Linked DNA regions of Gossypium hirsutum: regions 1 and 3 are each linked to region 2. Evidence: chromatin contacts called from public Hi-C data. All regions are on one chromosome and are shown on one strand. Each heading gives the region's core, a stretch centred on a gene start, on an enhancer-like site or on the middle of the called end of the contact. The rest is flanking DNA. Distances are from core to core; before and after follow the strand shown.

Region 1 (3,090 bases), core at 28-2,527, 190 kb after region 2:
GGATAAAATAAATAGATAGCTACGTGGCAAGTTGTGATTTTGGCTGAAAAAAATTCTAATGAGTCTAACAGTTGGGGTAAAATGGGTAACAGCTTAATAGTTTAGGTACCAATTTTAACCCAAAAAAGGTTTTAAGTACCAATTTGGGAAAACTAGTATAGTTTAGATACCATTTTGTTGTTTAAGCCTAAGAAAAATGTTTTTGAAAAGTGTTCTTTGTTAATTTTTTGTGTTCTCCATTACTGTGAAAATTTGTGGTTGAAGGTCAAAATATCTTTTTTAGACATGATAATGGAAAATTAGAAATTAGTCATGTTATATAATTTTTAAATAATTTAATATAATGGTATATAAAGTATAAATTTTAAATATCTTTTAATTAATTAATATAAATTATTTATAAAGTGCATGATACATAGAATATTTCAAAAACTTAAATATAATAATATATTATATTTAAAAATAATTTAATATAATGATATATAAAATATAATTTAATTTAATTTTTTTATACTTTTAAAATATAAATAAGCATATATTGTTGTTGTTGATTGAATTAAAAAAAAAATTCAAAGTAGTATAGGAAGATCATCTTCATCATTAGATTTTTTTCTTTCCCTGTTTTCTTTCTTTATTATATTTCTTAGTAAATTTCTAATTTTTTTTCATTTCTTTATTGAGTAAAATCATTCAATTTTCATTAAAAATTCCATTTTTTATACTCTTTTTTTTTATTATCTCAATACATAAAGACAGCACTTCTGTTTTTTTTTAATAAAATATTTCAGTTCAACATTATTTGTTTAATAAATTTATATACTAATTACATTATGTTGATATTATGTTATATTTTTATATCCTATCATATTTTTAAATTGTGTACCTAAAATTAGCCTCTTATACATATTGATATTATTGAGGGACAATCTACACACTACCACTACTAAACTACCATAAAGTGCTAGCCGTCCCCTTTTTTGGGATTGGGTGTGAACCCTTGGCCAATCAAAGCAGGGTTATACTGAGAAGCTAATGTTGTAGGGTACTGGGGTGGGACCATTACCCTGTTCCTTTCAAGCAGTTCACGCTGTTAATGTTTATCTCCAGGAGACTTCCACGGTTTCGCACACTGATCTTATGATATATATGTATATAAGGGAATGCAAATGTACTGAGTGTTCCTCACCCTTCACTCAACTGCTCCATTGAATTTGTTTTTTTTCTGTGTTTTCCACACAGAAGAAGCAAAACAAAGGAAGAATACAAAATTGGGTACAATGTTGAAAGAGTTACCTTCTTTGTCTACTATTCTCTCCGCTTATGCTTCTATTTCAGCCATGGCTATGTTAATCCGAACCATCTTAAATGAAATGCTCCCTGAAAGGATGACAAACTACATCTTCTCTATGATTTACGACTTTACTTCTGCTTACTTCTCATCCGACTTTACCTTCATAATCGAAAACCGATGGCACGCTGGCGATAACCAATTGTTTCGAGCTGCGGAGATCTACTTGCCCACCATAATTGGACCCTCCAGCGATAGCCTTCTCGTAGGTTTCGATGAGTCCAGTGATCCCACCACACCACCAAAACGTAGCATCCCTGTTGATTGCAGGATCAAGGATGATTTTGATGGCATGCGCTTGGAATGGACTTTATCTTCTATTGAACCCAAAAAGTACTACGTCCCTACTAAGAGATTCTTCAGCTTGACCTGCAACAAAAGGGATAGAGAAAGAGTTGAGCAAAGGTACTTTCCTTATATTAACAGAACTGCACAAGAAATTCTGAACAAGAGTGACAGCCTCAGCATTTACACTTATGATCAAGAATGTTCTATGTGGGAGCCGACCGCTTTCAAGCACCCGTCAACATTTGAGACCTTGGCAATGGAGCCCCAGCTTAAGGAATTCATAATGAAGGATCTTGATTCATTCATGGAACGCAAGGAGTTCTTCGAGAACGTTGGCAGGGCTTGGAAACGAGGGTACCTTTTGTATGGTCCACCTGGGACAGGAAAATCATCACTGATTGCTGCAGTTGCGAATTACATGAGATACAATGTATATGATCTTCAGTTTCAAGGCGTTAGAAACGATTACGATCTCAGACGCATACTCACATCCACCACAAACCGCTCCATTCTTCTCATCGAAGACATAGATTGCATCACAACAGCATCACATGATCGAACCAAGGTCATTGAAAAATGTGAAGCAGAAGAAGATGAAGATGAGAACAAACGTCCCTTCTCTATCAACTATCGGGTAATTCATTTGTTTCTCTCCTTATCTTGGTTTGATTGACGTTGAAACAAGTTTCTGAAGTCACTAAGTTAACATAATTTTGTAGGTAACACTATCAGGCTTACTCAACTTCATTGATGGATTGTGGTCGAGCTGTGGGAATGAAAGAATCATAATCATTACCACAAATCATAAAGAAGAGTTGGATCCAGCGCTGCTACGGCCGGGGCGAATGGATGTGCATATTTACATGGGATATTGTAGTCCAGCAGGATTCAGAAAACTTGCAGCTTCATATCTTGGGATCAAAGATGACAAACTGCTGAAGTGGCACAACAACTGATGATCAGTGATGAACCCAAAGTTGCACTCCAAGGTCTCATCGAATTTCTTAACAGCAAGAAGGATAAGAGGAAGCTGCAGTTGAAGAGAAGACAAAATTCAATGCTTGCTGGGTCTGAGACACTGAAATATTTTTGACTTAATTTACTTATCTGGCTTAAAAGCGGGTAAACTTGTGGCATTTACAAAAGAGTTTGACTCCATATCATCAAAAGAGTGTGCTTCATGACAATCTTCATGGTTGAATTTCTTTCCTAAATCAATTTAGGATCCTGGTGCATTGATATTGACATTTTAAATATGAAGGGGGAAATAACATCAACGCAAAATTCTTCCAGGTGTCCAAACATTTCCCCCCTGAATCTAACAGCTATTTTCCCCTCCTATATCAATTTTTGCAGCAACCCAATGCTTTAACTAAAAAGGAAGTTATCATATATACGTGGGCCCAATCTGGGGCTAGCTTCTTTTTTTATTACCATAAAATTCTCAGCATCAA
Region 2 (2,948 bases), core at 37-2,536:
TTTTTTATATTATAAAGATAATATTTATATTTATAAAAATTATCATATTATCTAAAAAATTACAAATTTTAAAAATTAATAAAAAATAGATTTCATTAACTTATTTCTGAAAAATTAATTTACTCTTTTAAAAAAGTATACAACATTTTTTTCAAAAGGATGCGTGTTTAGATACCAAATACTAATTTCAGATTGGGATGCCACATTCGCATGCGTGTCCGATTTCATGTTTTGTAAAGAAAATATTCTATGTTTTTAATTTTGGACAATAATTTTTAAAAAATATATACTCAGAAGAGGTTATAATTTCAATTTAAATCTTGAGTTGAAGATAAATACATATGAGTTTTTTTTTTTGTTTGAACTATGTAATTAAAGGTAAATATGTAATTTTAAACAAAAACCTTTTAAATTTAATTGATTTTGATTTTTCAATAAAAAATATATTTGATTTTTATAATTTATATTTTTTATATATATTTTAATTTATTTTAGATTTTTAATAAATTTTAGATAATGATATCTTTGTGACATTATCATTTGCCAAGTGTCAAATATAGAATTTTTGGGTGCCAATTAGTTATTAGAAACAACATGAAAAGTTAAATAGCCTTAGTCTTAAGTATTATTTTGTATAACAGAAATGAAACAAATATCAATTTTAAGAAAAAAATATATACGTATCAAAATAAATATTTGTGCAAAACTTATATATATATATAAAAGGATGTAATTCACTAAGATGTTGTGTTGAGTATATAATTTATAACGGAATATTTTTTTTGGGGGGTGATTTTAGTACTTTCCAAGTGTTTTTTTTTATATACACAAACCCATATCTCAAAGTTAGGACACAGAAAAAGCATTCACCAAGGAAATTAATTAGTCGAAAAGCCTAAAACAAAGGAAAATTTGGCATTACCCCACTCATCTTTCTCACAATGTTGATGTTAGATTGAAGCCAAAAATCATATATCCGGCATAGTTGGACGGATTTTACTAACAACGGTCTTTAAAATATTGTGCCTTTTAGTTCTTTTTAATCTTTTACCACATGGCTGACACATTAAATGGGAAAAAATTGTCAACAAGTTCATCATTGGTTTTTCACATGAGCCCTAATTAAGAATCATGTGATCCCAAATTTGATTCAATAGGGCCGATGTTACAGTTAGTAGTTACATGTCTTTTACCTTTTGCCTTTGCAAACCCATATACCTTCACAGCCAAGACTTCCTCGTCATCATATATATATTAAGGGTCACTTTTTGAGCACGTCATGATCCAAGCATGACAGTCTTTGTGTTCTTTTTTTCTCTCCAATATATATGTTATGCTTTGAAGGCGGGGACCTCGATGTTGCCAGCTTTACTTATATATTTTGGGTTTTCGTGGCCCATAAATCTCACTTTCTTAAGGCCTTAATTCTTCTCTTCATCAACACTAATTTTCTTTTGTGTTCCCTCAACTTTTGTTTTTGTTATTGTCAAAGTTTATATATATTGGATTCCTTTTCCTTTTTGCACTTTTATCGGTTATGGCGGGCCATTGCTCTTCATTTTCTTTAACGGTAAAAAAGATGGCGCCAGCGCCAATTTCTCTTAACCTGAGGGTATGGGTGCTTTTCTTCACTTTTAATATAAATTAAGGTTAATATGCTATTTGGTACATGTGTTCAGTTTTTATATTCAATTTAGTATTTAAGTGTTTTTTTTTATCTCAAGTTGGTATCTAAGTTTGGTTACAATGCGTCCTTTGGTACTTTAGTTATTTATTTATTTATTATTATCCTACATTAATTTGGCTTAAATATTTAATCCCCCAATTATGTACCTATACTTTTTTAAGTAGAGGATACAGATCAAACATTTACTGAGTTACGTAATGTTATTTGGTCTAGATACTAAATTCAAGTATGAAATAATAATGATAAGCTTTAGTGGAGTCGTTATCAAAATCGATACCTACATACATAAATTCATTGGTTTGGATGTTAGTGTTTTTGATTTTGAATTTCTCCAAACATAAACTTTTTCGACCATCTTTTCTTGATTCTTAATCTCGAATATGTTTGAAGGTTTTGATAGGTTAGGTTGTAGTTGCATTTACAATTAAACCGGTGAAGGGGTAAAGTGGGTTGAAGATGAAGGAGCTAAAATTCTGCAAACTCAGCAACAAAGAGAAACTTTAAGGAACCAACCAACAGACAACTGTATTCAACATCCTTGTCTCTCACATCATTGCATTCAACTTTCATTTTATCCTGTTTAATTTCACACGTCACTCTCTTTCAAAGAAAATAAAAAACTTGAAATGGTCTGGTTGGTTCAGATCAGATCAACCTAATCCCAAACCAATCTAACACAACCAAGTTCATTGTATTTACTGAAAAGGCCTCTAGTCAAAGCTGGGTCAAGTGGGCTCTTAGTTGGAAAATTAAAGAAAAACGAAAGGGCCTCAATGTCAAAGCTTCAGCCCAATTTCTTCGTCTCTTTTCTTCTTCGCCAACCCTGTTTTACAAGCTTGCTGCCTCCACTCTGCTCAAAAAAACAACCCCTTCCTCTTCTCTTGTCCTTTAAACGTAACAATTTCATGATCTAGAAAATGGGATTTGGGGCTTTAAGAAGTATCGTTCGACCACTATGTCGGACTCTCCTATCCCAGGCTTCCCCTGCTTCTGGAACTATGTCGACTCTCCCCTCTTATTTGTGCCCAAAACCCTGTTTGAATTCCCTTTTGTGTGGGTCTATTTACCGCCAATCTCCATGGATCGCGATGTCCAATCAGTTGCATAGCTTAACTGATACTCGTTTCCCAAAGAGAAGGCCTCAAGACAAGCCACGCCGAAAAAGAGCCAGCTTGAGACCACCTGGTACCTCACTTAACATCCCTTCATTTTGTCTTTCAATTTTTAATTAATTTACCTTTTCAGGATTCATATTTGCGAT
Region 3 (3,125 bases), core at 334-2,833, 240 kb after region 2:
AACCTTCTGAAGAAGAGTGATGAGTTCTCTAGCAGCTTTGGTGAAGCTCTTAAGACCCTGTGTCATTAAGCCAGAGGACATTCTCATATACAACGATGTATACATACATATATATAGTCAGAATACATGAGTTATAATTTTGAAATTTAAGATTTGGATGATTAGACTTGGTGTTATTATTCCAGTTACCACTCCTTGCACGTCCAAGAGGGTTGTGCTTTGGTCAATGTGCTTCTTGGCAGCAATAGAGCAAGATGGAAACTTAATTTTGAAGGTCTTCTCAAACTCCCCTACATGGTATTTGAGATAGCGATCCATGGTGGTGACTTGCATGAGCTTGGTAGCATCTACTAGGCCTATTCTCTCTATATACACCGGTCGTCCATCCTTATCTACTCCATGGTACCCTTGGGGATAATATTTCAAAACCTCTTCTCTCTCCTTGAATTCAAAGTCCTTAAACAAAATAGCAAGAAATGGAATGGAACTCAGCCAGAGAGACATTTTGAGGGGCAATTTCCATAAACAAATAGCACAATTATATGTTCTCTGGAGATGATTATACCTCTAAAATCGTGTCGGTACCAAATTCCTTCCTCCATTTGAGCATATCACCCCACATTTGCTTTGTTTTCTCAATGTCAAATCTTCTAGCCTTCAAGAATCTGCATTATCAAAGGGGTATACGTTTAGAGGTTAACAAGTATATGACAAATCCAAACTCAGCAGCAGCTATATGCATATATATATATATGTACAATGCTAAAGATGAAACAGGATAGAACCTTACCTGAGCAACGTGTGATAATCATCGTGTTTTTCAGGCAGCATATCCTCGGCTATAAGCGCCTGACGCAGGGTCTCGACGGACTGCATCTCCTCCGTGTCACGCTCATCGTCGATTTCAACAGATATTACTTTACTGCTCCTCATTTTCCTTGAATTCCGGAATCTATTGGAGGCTGTTTTCTTGAATGAACCCCTTCTGTTTTTTTCTTCCTCCGAAGCATCCATTTCTGCATTAAATATAGTGACAATTATACGAAGCCAGAAAAATTCATGCAAATGAAACATCCAACACTACAACAATAACAGGCATAGAATAAGAAGAGGACCTGGGTTAACGTCAGCCATGATGAGGGGCTATGGATTCCTTATAGGTGAGAAAACAGTAAAAGGCAGGCGAATCAAGCACACGTATATATATTTATGGTTCCTCCAAATGCCTGCACATAATATAGTGGTTTAATATGGCCGCCACAGGTTTGGAAGATTAAAAGAGAAACACTGCAACTTAAAGTAAGAGAAAGAATGTACCTCTGCAAACTGGGAAGGAGGATTGGAGGGATGTAAGAGAAAGAGAGCTAATTTTCTTTCTTTCTATAGGTATTTTTAGAGTCCTTCGAAAATGGCGGAGAGACAGACAATGAGGCAGACAAGACATTACCAATCAAAACCCGATATTTTTTTTAATGTATTTTTATGTTAATGTTTGTAGGAAAAGAAGAAATGGGTCAGTTTTCTTTCTTTATTTATCATTTGCTTTTTCTTTGACCAAGTCTCAACTTATCAATGGCTTTGAATACGAAATGCAAGGCCTATCCATTCAAATTTATTGTGAAGTATCTTTTTCCTTTTCCCACTTGATAACAAAAACAAACGGTCGATCCTCATACCAGGCTTTGCATGTATCGAATTTTGGTTTTGGCTTTGAATGTTATGGTCATTGATTAATAAGGACCAAACCTGTTATTTCATCATGGTCTTGTTGAATCATTGAATCCCCATGTCCGCGTGCTTTTTAACAACCATTGTTAATGGCAATTCAAGGAAGGTGGTAAGGGTACAACGCATCGATAAAGGTAGGTCAAATAAGTATCATAAACCATGATGATCACATGATAATCAAGATATAACATAAAGATTAATGATGACGAAGGGTGGGGCCTTCCTTAAAACTTGTACAAGTACTAAGATTTAATCGATTCATGTAGCTTATTTAATTGAATTGCCTCCCAGGCAAAATCATTCACAAATGAATGCTAAGAACTAGCTGCTAATTACTGTAATATTGTGATACATGAAACCACCTTCATATGACCTTGAATATATAACCAGGCAAATACTACAACCATACATTAATAACCATTATGATAATAAAAAGTGAAAGATAACTGCTTAAGGAGTATCATATAGTGAATAGTCCGTCCCTCAAGCTTCCATATCTTTTACAATATGATTCGAACTTCAAACTCACAAAACCGTGCCATGAAAGACGAGTTTCAGCGCTACATCAAGATACTTTGTAAATTTACTAGTGCGCTTGCATTAACATGTTCATATTTAATTCTGGGTCTTGAGATAAGGAACCAAATATTAGTTGACAGTCATGTCGCCATTTCTTTAGTCAGAACCGGAGTCTTGATTCAAAGAAGATCTCACTGTCTTGCGCTTACTCTCATCGTAAACATCGTCTTCGTCATCTTCATCATTTTTCTTCTCACTAACTATACCTGTGAAATGATATGTGGTTTAAGAAGCTGCTACAAGATATATAAAAGTGCAACTTCAATAAGAATCATTACCTTTCTTTATCAGTACAACCTCAAGTGTCCTAGTAACAAAATCATCTTTCCCTCCAAGATCTTGAAACCCGACCAACCTATCTACTGCAATCCCTTTTCTGCCCAAAAATTGCAATTCTTTAAGTAGATGCTTATGATGAAAGGGAAATTGTTGTCTTCTAACTTTAATACTTGATGCCAAAACTAAACGCAAAAAATTATTAGAATGCTGACAAACTCAGTTTAGTTCTCTGAGTATAAGAAGAATATAGAGAGCTAATTAATGAACATCACAATTATGACACATAAATCTTCTTTTTCAGCATAATATGAACTCTGTTTTATTTCTGTACATTTCTCCTTTAAGGCAAAAAAAGTCAAATGGCATAAGAGGTGGCTAACCTGAAAATTATAACACAAGGCATAGTTTTGACTGCAAGTTTGGTAACAAAGAAAGGTGCATTCTGCCACAAAGGGGAAAATAAAATCAGAATTTTAAGTTGGCAATAAAGAAAACTGAAATGAAATATAACGAATCCCTCTCAAGATTTAGAAACAGAA

The links. Hi-C and Micro-C count contacts between places; a contact is called where the count stands out from the background.
Region 1: a contact with region 2 is called in a Hi-C map of hypocotyl, with 2.3 times the contacts expected there. The contact joins the promoter of LOC107896637 here to the promoter of LOC107896782 in region 2. A contact is called at or near these places in 5 of 34 Hi-C or Micro-C datasets (callus, hypocotyl and leaf).
Region 3: a contact with region 2 is called in a Hi-C map of leaf, with 2.4 times the contacts expected there. The contact joins the promoter of LOC107901226 here to the promoter of LOC107896782 in region 2. A contact is called at or near these places in 2 of 34 Hi-C or Micro-C datasets (leaf and seedling).

The regions. Positions count from the first base shown.
Region 1 is chrA11:26,336,262-26,339,351 of Gossypium_hirsutum_v2.1, forward strand. It overlaps LOC107896637 (AAA-ATPase At1g43910), which reads left to right and starts at 1,278. Exons shown (of 1, transcript XM_041081491.1): 1 at 1,278-2,420. The coding sequence starts at 1,278. The coding sequence ends at 2,309. LOC107896629 reads right to left here. Exons shown (of 6, transcript XM_041081496.1): 5 at 1,821-2,666; 6 at 1,168-1,717. The coding sequence ends at 2,555.
Region 2 is chrA11:26,149,342-26,152,289 of Gossypium_hirsutum_v2.1, forward strand. LOC107896782 reads left to right here and starts at 1,287. Exons shown (of 4, transcript XM_041081486.1): 1 at 1,287-1,612; 2 at 2,078-2,872. The coding sequence starts at 2,605.
Region 3 is chrA11:26,385,423-26,388,547 of Gossypium_hirsutum_v2.1, forward strand. LOC107901226 (phosphatidylinositol/phosphatidylcholine transfer protein SFH12) reads right to left here and starts at 1,584. Exons shown (of 15, transcript XM_016827149.2): 1 at 1,318-1,584; 2 at 1,116-1,226; 3 at 791-1,016; 4 at 566-665; 5 at 190-456; 6 at 1-57. The coding sequence starts at 1,134. It also overlaps the pseudogene LOC107959872.